Linked DNA regions of Sparus aurata: region 1 is linked to region 2. The links are chromatin contacts, called in public Hi-C maps. All regions are on one chromosome and are shown on one strand. Each heading gives the region's core, a stretch centred on a gene start, on an enhancer-like site or on the middle of the called end of the contact. The rest is flanking DNA. Distances are from core to core; before and after follow the strand shown.

Region 1 (3,762 bases), core at 428-2,927, 180 kb after region 2:
TGTTTTTGGTATGCTGAGATAAACAGGTGTTCAGACTTTGTGACTCACAACTTGTACATCAACAAAGTAGCTCAGCTTTAGAGGCTGTTTGGATGAATCCGTCACATGATAACAGCAGAGAGCAATCAGCTATCTGGAAAAAAAAATATCTTAACAGATGGCATTCTAAAACTGTGTCACCATCCAGACATGGCTGTGCAGTGTTAAAATGAGTCATATGTCTAGTTCTGTGTATGCTGCACAGGACTTACACAAAGGAGACTGATTTAATGTGATCATATGTAAATTGGTGATGCACACTGAAAGTCTCCTCCCAATTTAAAATTGAACTCCGCTTAAAATTCATTATTGTCTCATTTACATCTGTTGGCTTTTAATAGAGGAATCCTGTTTAGTAATTTGGCCTACAGCAATAATTCATTAAAGCTCACAATGAGCCTGTTTGTGCATAAGAACGTTCATCTGATTGATTTTGGAGCATATTTGCACACATTAAATGCATTTAGTGAATTATTTCTCCACTTACTGCCAGTGTTATTATCATGTTATTATGATGCATTATCACTCAGCTCAAGTGCCTCCTGTGACTTTACCTTGTTTTCCATCTACATTGCCACTGCAGATATCCAGCTATGCTTACACTGACTGATTTGACAAATCCAGACTCAAACACAGCTGATTGTAAGAACTAAATGTCATCTTACTCTGCTGTGGGAGCCTCGGCTATCTACCAGCCTTCCTACTACAGTGACATGGAGCCCTGCTGCTAGTAAATCATAAACATGCTCAACTGGCAGCAGTTCTCTTGCAACAGATGCTGTAGCCTATGAGACAAATCGGCTTTACTGCATACCAATTTTGCAATTGGATTGTCGATGAGTTAGTATCTCTGTGAGGCATGTTTCTCTTCATCTCTGTATCTAACATACTGTATGGAGATTGTTGTCTGCAGTCTGCGTGGATCCAGTTCCCTGTTAGTTACTCTGTTCACAGAACTGACTCTGTTAAGCTGGTAGTTTCAGAGCTATCTCCTCATGTTAATACTGTGAATCCTATTAAATGTTTCTCTTCACATTGTGCTTAAATCCAGTAAGGCAGGTCAGTTAGGCGGCATGCACAACAGCAATGCCCCGTACCTGAGACATGTAAATGAAACTCGAGTTATTGATTGCACCTGTGTTTCCCTGCTATGATATGGCAAAACGTGGGAGACCATAGTTTGTTTAAGCCACTCCCTTGACGCACAGATGTGAGTCACAGTAGGCCAATGTCATAACCAGTGTTACAACATGGGACCTGTTTTTAAAAGATTAGGGTCCAGATGGGACATTTGGGGAAAGCAGGCATACAATCATTATTATTATTATTATTTTTAAATGCAATACCCAGAGTGCACACAGCAATCTCAGGAAGAGGTGAACCCTCCAATAAAACTAAAAGGAGTATTATATAACAACAATATAATATTGATATTAAAACAAATGTATTGGATTCATCATCCCTTGAATGCGTACTCTGTTAAACACAACACTGTATTTTTATAATATTACATTAATCTATCAGCCGGTGTGTCTGGTGAACACTGTGCCACAGCGCCCCCTATCTGCGCTCGGTGCTCACGGCGGGCTGTCCGTCAGCGCTGGCCTCCTCAGCAGACTCCTCCTCCGCCATTTTTGACTGTAAACATCCTGCCGATTTTAAAAGGACAGCGGTGAGCGGGAGGAAGGCGACTGGCGCCATCTTGGCTGTTTTAATGAGTACAACAGGGGAGAATTTGCTGGGAGAAATAACATAATTATTGGACTTTCACTCTAGAAGGGGTACTGTCGGTAAGTGCGTCTGCAGAGGGAATATTTGCGCGCTGTTTTGTGTGTTTTAAGAGGCGAAATCAGCATGCACGTTTGTGTTCATTTGACGCGGCCTTCATTGTACGATGAGCCGTTAGCCACCAGCTAACGATACAGTTCTGCTGGTAGAGGGAAAAAAGTATGAGTATGAGATGGGCGCCTCGTTACCGTGTGCTTTGCTTTCTTTTCATGGGCGAGTTGTTTTTTTGTCCGCCGTTGAGAAACGCTATAATTCTACTTCGGTGAAGTTACAACGGTGTAAACATGTTCAAAATAAACGCACAGCATACGATCTCATTGCTCCTTTTGTAGTTAGCTGGCGGCTAATTTAGTTCGTCCCACTTGATGGCGCCGACTATTTACTGGCGTTGACCACCCCCTTGGCGCTTTTAACGTATTATGCAATATTAAGTAAATTCATAACTTTAACTTATCGCTTGGTTATGTAACTGCTATTTAAGAATGAATGGTTGGATTAAGTAGAGTAAGAGAAGAGCAGACATGTGGATTTCCAACGTTTGCCTCCCTGACTGGGAAATAGGCGGAACTTGAGTGAAGTCAGCGCTTGTTTTGATAAAACCACATTTTCTGATTATCATGCCGTGCGTTGGTATTTTACAATGAATAATATTAACGATCGTTGTCCATTAAGCAAATGAAGATGGGAAAGTGCTTTGACGGAGCTGTGTTGTTTTGATGGTCAGCGTTATAGGTAAGCTAGTAAGCCTCCATCGTATGATTAAGCTAGCTAACGTTAGCGTGAGTTAACTGTTAAAAGTTTCTTTGAGAGACAACACACCCTCATCCTGTGCGATGATTCTCAGGCTAGTAGTTGCTGAAACCCAAACTTATCCAAATATTGATTTAAACAAATCTGCGTCTTGGTGATATCTTTCCTTGATCAACTGATAATCGCTGCATTGTTACAGATCAGTCACAAGTTCGAATGCCTGGCTATTCTGATCAGTGTTGCATCAGCAGGATTGACCACTCACTGGTCCCTGGAAAGTTGGACCATGACATAGTAAAAAAAAAAAAAAAAATCAGAACTTGGATAAACATATCCAAGTGTAATTTAAATATAGAGCCGGGCTAATACTCGAATTTAAGATATTGTTCAATCGGTATTCACACGTTTTTGTATTCATCCATGAAATGTAATAATGAAACACCTGTGACAAATATATGTAATGTAAGGAGGATAGTTTACAATTTAACATGAATCTTCATTGTCTGAAATTGCATCAGTGCACAGAAACGGTTATCTTCACTAGGAGTAGGAGCATCTTTTTCTGCATTAGAAACTCAGAAAGAAGATAAATGCATAATATCAAAGTATATCAGACAACATAAATGCTGATACTGATGTACCTGTGACAGGCCAATGTTGTCCAACCCATATATCAGTGGGCCTCTAATTCAAAAGCATTGATTCAATGTAACAATCTTGCTACATCAGCGTTGTTAACGAATCGATCCCATGTCATTAATCGTCAGGGATAGGGTTTACACTTTATTTGGATGATGCTTTGCTGATAGTTTAATCATCCATTTTGGTACCCCTTTTTCAGAGTGTCTTCTCCTTATACTTAAACTAATATCTTATGTGTTCTAGGTAAACCATACCACAGTGTGAGTGTGTGAGCCAGGGGAACCAGGGCAATGTTCTACGCCCACTTTGTCCTCAGCAAACGTGGGCCGCTGGCCAAGATCTGGCTAGCGGCCCACTGGGACAAGAAGCTGACCAAGGCCCATGTGTTTGAATGCAACTTGGAGAGCAGTGTGGAGAGCATCATTTCACCCAAGGTAAGAATACAGAAGTGCAGTCTCTGCTTTCTGGTGGTCTTGCAGCAGGTTGTGTTCTCACTGTGCAGACTTGAGTCATGCTCAGATCCACAGTTGTTACATTGTTTAG
Region 2 (4,338 bases), core at 1,500-3,999:
ACAGACAGACGGACAGACAGAGACGTTCTACTATGACTGTGCTTGTTGATATGGTTATTTAATGGGGCCCCCGGTACAACATTGCGCGTCTTGGTTTTTGAATGTAGATTTTTGCAACATTATGTAGAACAATTGTTTATTATTGTTGTTCCTGTTCTTTAGATCTCTTTATTTTATTTGGTGCAGAATTTGTAAAGAAAAAAAAAAAAATGAAAAGTGAGTTTGCTATTGCCATCTTGTGACATTTCATAATCACTGCAAATGACAGATGTAGGAGAGCCTGCGTGCTGCGGATCCAAGGGTCAAAAACTGAAAACCATAAACATGTGTTCTGTGTGTCTCAGACTGAAGCTAGTTTTATCCAAATATGTGATAAATCTAATCTACTATTATTTGTTTTTTTTGTTTGTTTTTTTTCTCTTTTTGTGTAAATGGAATCTGTGCTCTCAATAAAGCTCCCTGACTAGGAACCAAAAGCACCTGTATGTCAAATAAAACTATAATGGGTTTGTATCTGCGTCTGTTATCTGTTTATCATGTTACTCCCCATCTTGGGCAATCGACACGCTATAAACCACCTCGGGGTCGACAGAAAACAAGTACAGTGTGCAGCTATCAAATGTTGAGTCAAAGGTTGCTGTGAGCCCATTGGGGTGAAGTAGTAGGGCATCACATTATGTAATACCTTAACATTTGTAAGCCAACTGTGAGAGGTCATAAAGCCACAAAATACTCTGTGGCAACCATCTTATTACACCTACAATAACTTGTTCCTCACTCAAACATGTTTTTCAGGGTAATCAAGCTACTGCAGTCCTTACTACTCACGACTATGCTTTTTGCAGACAGCCGGCCCTTTTTTTTTTATTACAAACTATGAAATCTATCATGTAGCCACAACTTCACAGCAAGATTTACATTTCTAACTGATGTGACACAAGTGTTCGATTCATTTTAACCACCATTTGTTACCTTTCTATGAACCAGAATTGTATTGTGAGATGGTGTATCATTTTGAAATTTTAGAATCAATCTGCTTAGTGTCATGAAAAAGTGTCCACATCCGTCATTCACATTTAGTCCGTTTCAGGTGTACACCTTCAAGCCAAATTGTTTTTGTATCATAAAACAGAGAAATAAAGAATCGTTTTCTTAAAGCTAAACTTGTTTATTGGTGGAGTAGGTACTTTTGCTCATCAGTAACATCTATTTTCATCAACAGGTAAGATGACAGTATTTCCCCTCGTTCATTCAGCAGAGAGATTTCCACTACTGAAGACTGTACATGAAAATATATGAGATATTGTTTCAGTTTGACATTTGCAAAATATAGTCAAGTCACAGTACAGTATGTACACAAATCATAAGTGCAAGGGTAAAGCCATGTTTAAAAAAGTAGGGGAAATGAAGCACAGGAAAAACCGTGATTTTGGGATCAGACGACCCTACTGCTTTAACAGAAATGTAAGAGGAAACACTGTGACAGATGTTCAGATTCACCCAGATGCTTTTTAAGTTAAGACGCAACAAAAGATCAATCACAGCGGTTTCTTTTCAACTAATTCAGTGCCCCCAGTTCACTTCATTTTTGCCGCAAAATCCTCGCCCTTCTTGATGGAAGCCTTAAGCTCATCCATGGCGTCAGCCACCAGCTTCTCCTCAAAGGCAGTCAGCTTGCCCAGCCCGAGGTTCTTCTCTATGCCGCCCTTCCCCAGGAGGATAGGTGTGGAGAAGTACTTGCACTCTGTCTCCTCGGACCTGACATAGGCGCACTCCACCACACCTTCCTTTCCATTCATGGCGTCCAGGACGGAGAAGGTGAAGCGGGCCCCAGCGTAGGCCATGGAGAGGGTAGCAGATCCAGCTCCAGCCTTGGCCTTCACCACCTCTGTGCCAGCCTCCTGGATCCTGCCAGTCAGAGCAGACAGCTGGTCGGCAGGGAACTCCACCTTTGGTGTGCACTGGGAAATGAGGGGAATGATGGTCTTGCCTGCGTGACCTCCAATGACTGGGACGTTGACACGAGCTGGGTCAAGGCCTTTAAGCTCTGCAACGAAGGCGTTTGCTCTGACAATGTCCAGCGTTGTGACACCAAACACTCTGTTGGGGTTGTACACTCCATGCTTCTTCATGACCTCTGAAGTAATAGGGACGGTGGAGTTGACAGGGTTGGCAATGATGCAGATCACGGCCTCGGGGCAGTTGCGGGCGCAGGCATCGGCCAAGGTGGCTACAATGGTGGCGTTGGTGTTGAAAAGGTCATCACGAGTCATGCCTGGTTTTCTTGGCACACCGGCGGGGATCACCACGACGTCGCAGCCCTTCAGAGCAGCATCCAGCTGGTCGGGACCCATATGGCCGGTTACCTGGGCCCTCGTCTCGATGTGGCTGAGGTCCGCAGCCACTCCGGGGGTGTGAGCGATATCGTACAGGGAGAGTTGACTCACCAGGGGGCTATTCTTCAGGAGCAGAGAGAGCGGCTGGCCTATGCCGCCTGACGCTCCCAGCACGGCCACCTTGGCGTTGTTCTGGGTAGAGGTGGACAGGCTCCGAGCGAGGCTGACGGTAGGTCTGACGGCGCGGGAGAACATTTTGTTTCTGTGACTTCTTTTATTACTTAAATGAAAACAAAAGTACCTGAAGAGCCCCTCTCCTCTGTGACACCAACGTCCTCTAGCCACGAGCGAACAGGAAGACTGCTAACTGACATGCGTGGAGGATATGGAGGCAGTCGTGCGATGTTACGTCAAATTGCGTCAGCGCGTACTGTTACGTCGTCGTCTTTATTTCAGCCTCTTTTTGGGGAGGAAAACAAAGCCAGTTAACAGTGGAAGTCGGTAAATCAGCGTCGTTATACGAGTTATAACAGTACACCTGACCAACACCGCAAAATACAACGGTACGGTACGTAAGCTGACGTTGCCTCGTCTCCGTCGCGAGAAAATGCTCCTCCTAGCTGTTTATGTCGCCATGCTAAAATAAGCTAGCGCCGTCAGATGATCTCCGTCTATTTGCTGGAGCCAGTGAGCTGCCATCAGCCTAGCCAGCGTTAGCCACAACAGGTCTTATTGTTATGGTCGCTTTGCCAGTCGAGAGATCCCTTTGTAACGTTACTGTTTGACTTCTAGCTGTACGCGTAACGGAAACATCAAACTGCTTTCCTTTTTTCGCTGCTTTGCTATGTATCTGGCGTTAGCTAAACTAGTTTGCTTGTAGACTGTCACCAGTGAATGTGAATATTAGATCGTTAGCTGTTGATTTGAGTCGAGTAACGTTAGCTGTGCTCATCACAGCTCTGTCATAAGGCCAGCTGGGGGAACGCAAACTTGCAACTGTGGCTGACACAGTTCACTACTTGTAGTCAGACAGTTAACAGAGCAGCCCTTTGTTCCACAGACTTATGTAAACCCTTAAGGTTTCATTTCAGTCAATGTTAAGTGAATTAACGCTAACTTGTAGCTAATCCGTTTTAACATCATGGTTTACGTGCAACCTGTTTGTTACATAAAGCAAGGTTGTCAAATAATGGATAAAGAAGGAAAATGTTGATATTGTGTCAAAATTGTACATAATTTCAGGACAGTCTGAAAACAAATGCGTTCTCACCGACTTCTCTTTTCCTTTTGGCAGTGGCAAGTTTGAAGGTCCATCAGCTCTCCTCATGATACATCAGCATTAAGGCTATTTCCAGTAAGTATTATATATCATGGATGTCAGCCTTGTTCCAGGTCACAGGTGGCATAAAGATTAATGTATCATTTGATATTTGTAATTGTTAGTTTGGCTTCGAGGAATTGCATTTGAGTGCTAAATATGATCGTGACACCAACAGCAAATAAAGTGTTTTTTATTGCAAATGATATACCTCACCAGTCAAAATAATCAGTATCTTGAATAGTAATTTCTCCTTTTCAAAATGAAAAAAAAAAAAATCCCTAACATGCTTACTATAATCTGTATTATGATTGTCCCCTTTCCTCAGTACTTCCTAAGGATGGCTAGTTGTGGGGAGGTAGACCACTCTGTTAGCTCTCTTCCATCCAGTAAGAAAGGCAGCAACAGTGGTGGTGGAAGTGGGAACAGTGCAGAATCATCATGCTCTGGCTCCAGCAACTCATCCCCAGCCCTGTCTGTACCGGAGTGTGCCATCTGTCTGCAGAGCTGCGTCCACCCAGTCCAACTGCCATGCCATCACGTCTTTTGTTTCCTGTGTGTGAAGGGAGCCTCCTGGCAGAGCAAGCGCTGTGCTCTTTGCAGACAGGAAGTGCCGGACGACTTTCTGGAAAGGCCCACGCTTCTCTCTCCGGAGGAGCTGAAGGCGTCGGCGGGAGGTCGGGC

What was found. Hi-C and Micro-C count contacts between places; a contact is called where the count stands out from the background.
Region 1: a contact with region 2 is called in a Hi-C map of an unstated tissue, with 11 times the contacts expected there. The contact joins the promoter of LOC115567674 here to the promoter of LOC115566946 in region 2. A contact is called at or near these places in 2 of 2 Hi-C or Micro-C datasets (skeletal muscle and an unstated tissue).

What each region holds. Positions count from the first base shown.
Region 1 is chr17:14,224,078-14,227,839 of fSpaAur1.1, forward strand. LOC115567674 (double-strand-break repair protein rad21 homolog A-like) reads left to right here and starts at 1,678. Exons shown (of 14, transcript XM_030394493.1): 1 at 1,678-1,829; 2 at 3,463-3,653. The coding sequence starts at 3,510.
Region 2 is chr17:14,042,015-14,046,352 of fSpaAur1.1, forward strand. LOC115566946 (E3 ubiquitin-protein ligase rnf146-like) reads left to right here and starts at 2,750. Exons shown (of 3, transcript XM_030393029.1): 1 at 2,750-2,899; 2 at 3,631-3,690; 3 at 3,983-4,338. The coding sequence starts at 3,995. mdh2 (malate dehydrogenase 2, NAD (mitochondrial)) reads right to left here and starts at 2,720. Exons shown (of 1, transcript XM_030393032.1): 1 at 1,148-2,720. The coding sequence starts at 2,591. The coding sequence ends at 1,578. It overlaps rspo3 (R-spondin 3), which reads left to right. Exons shown (of 6, transcript XM_030393035.1): 6 at 1-513.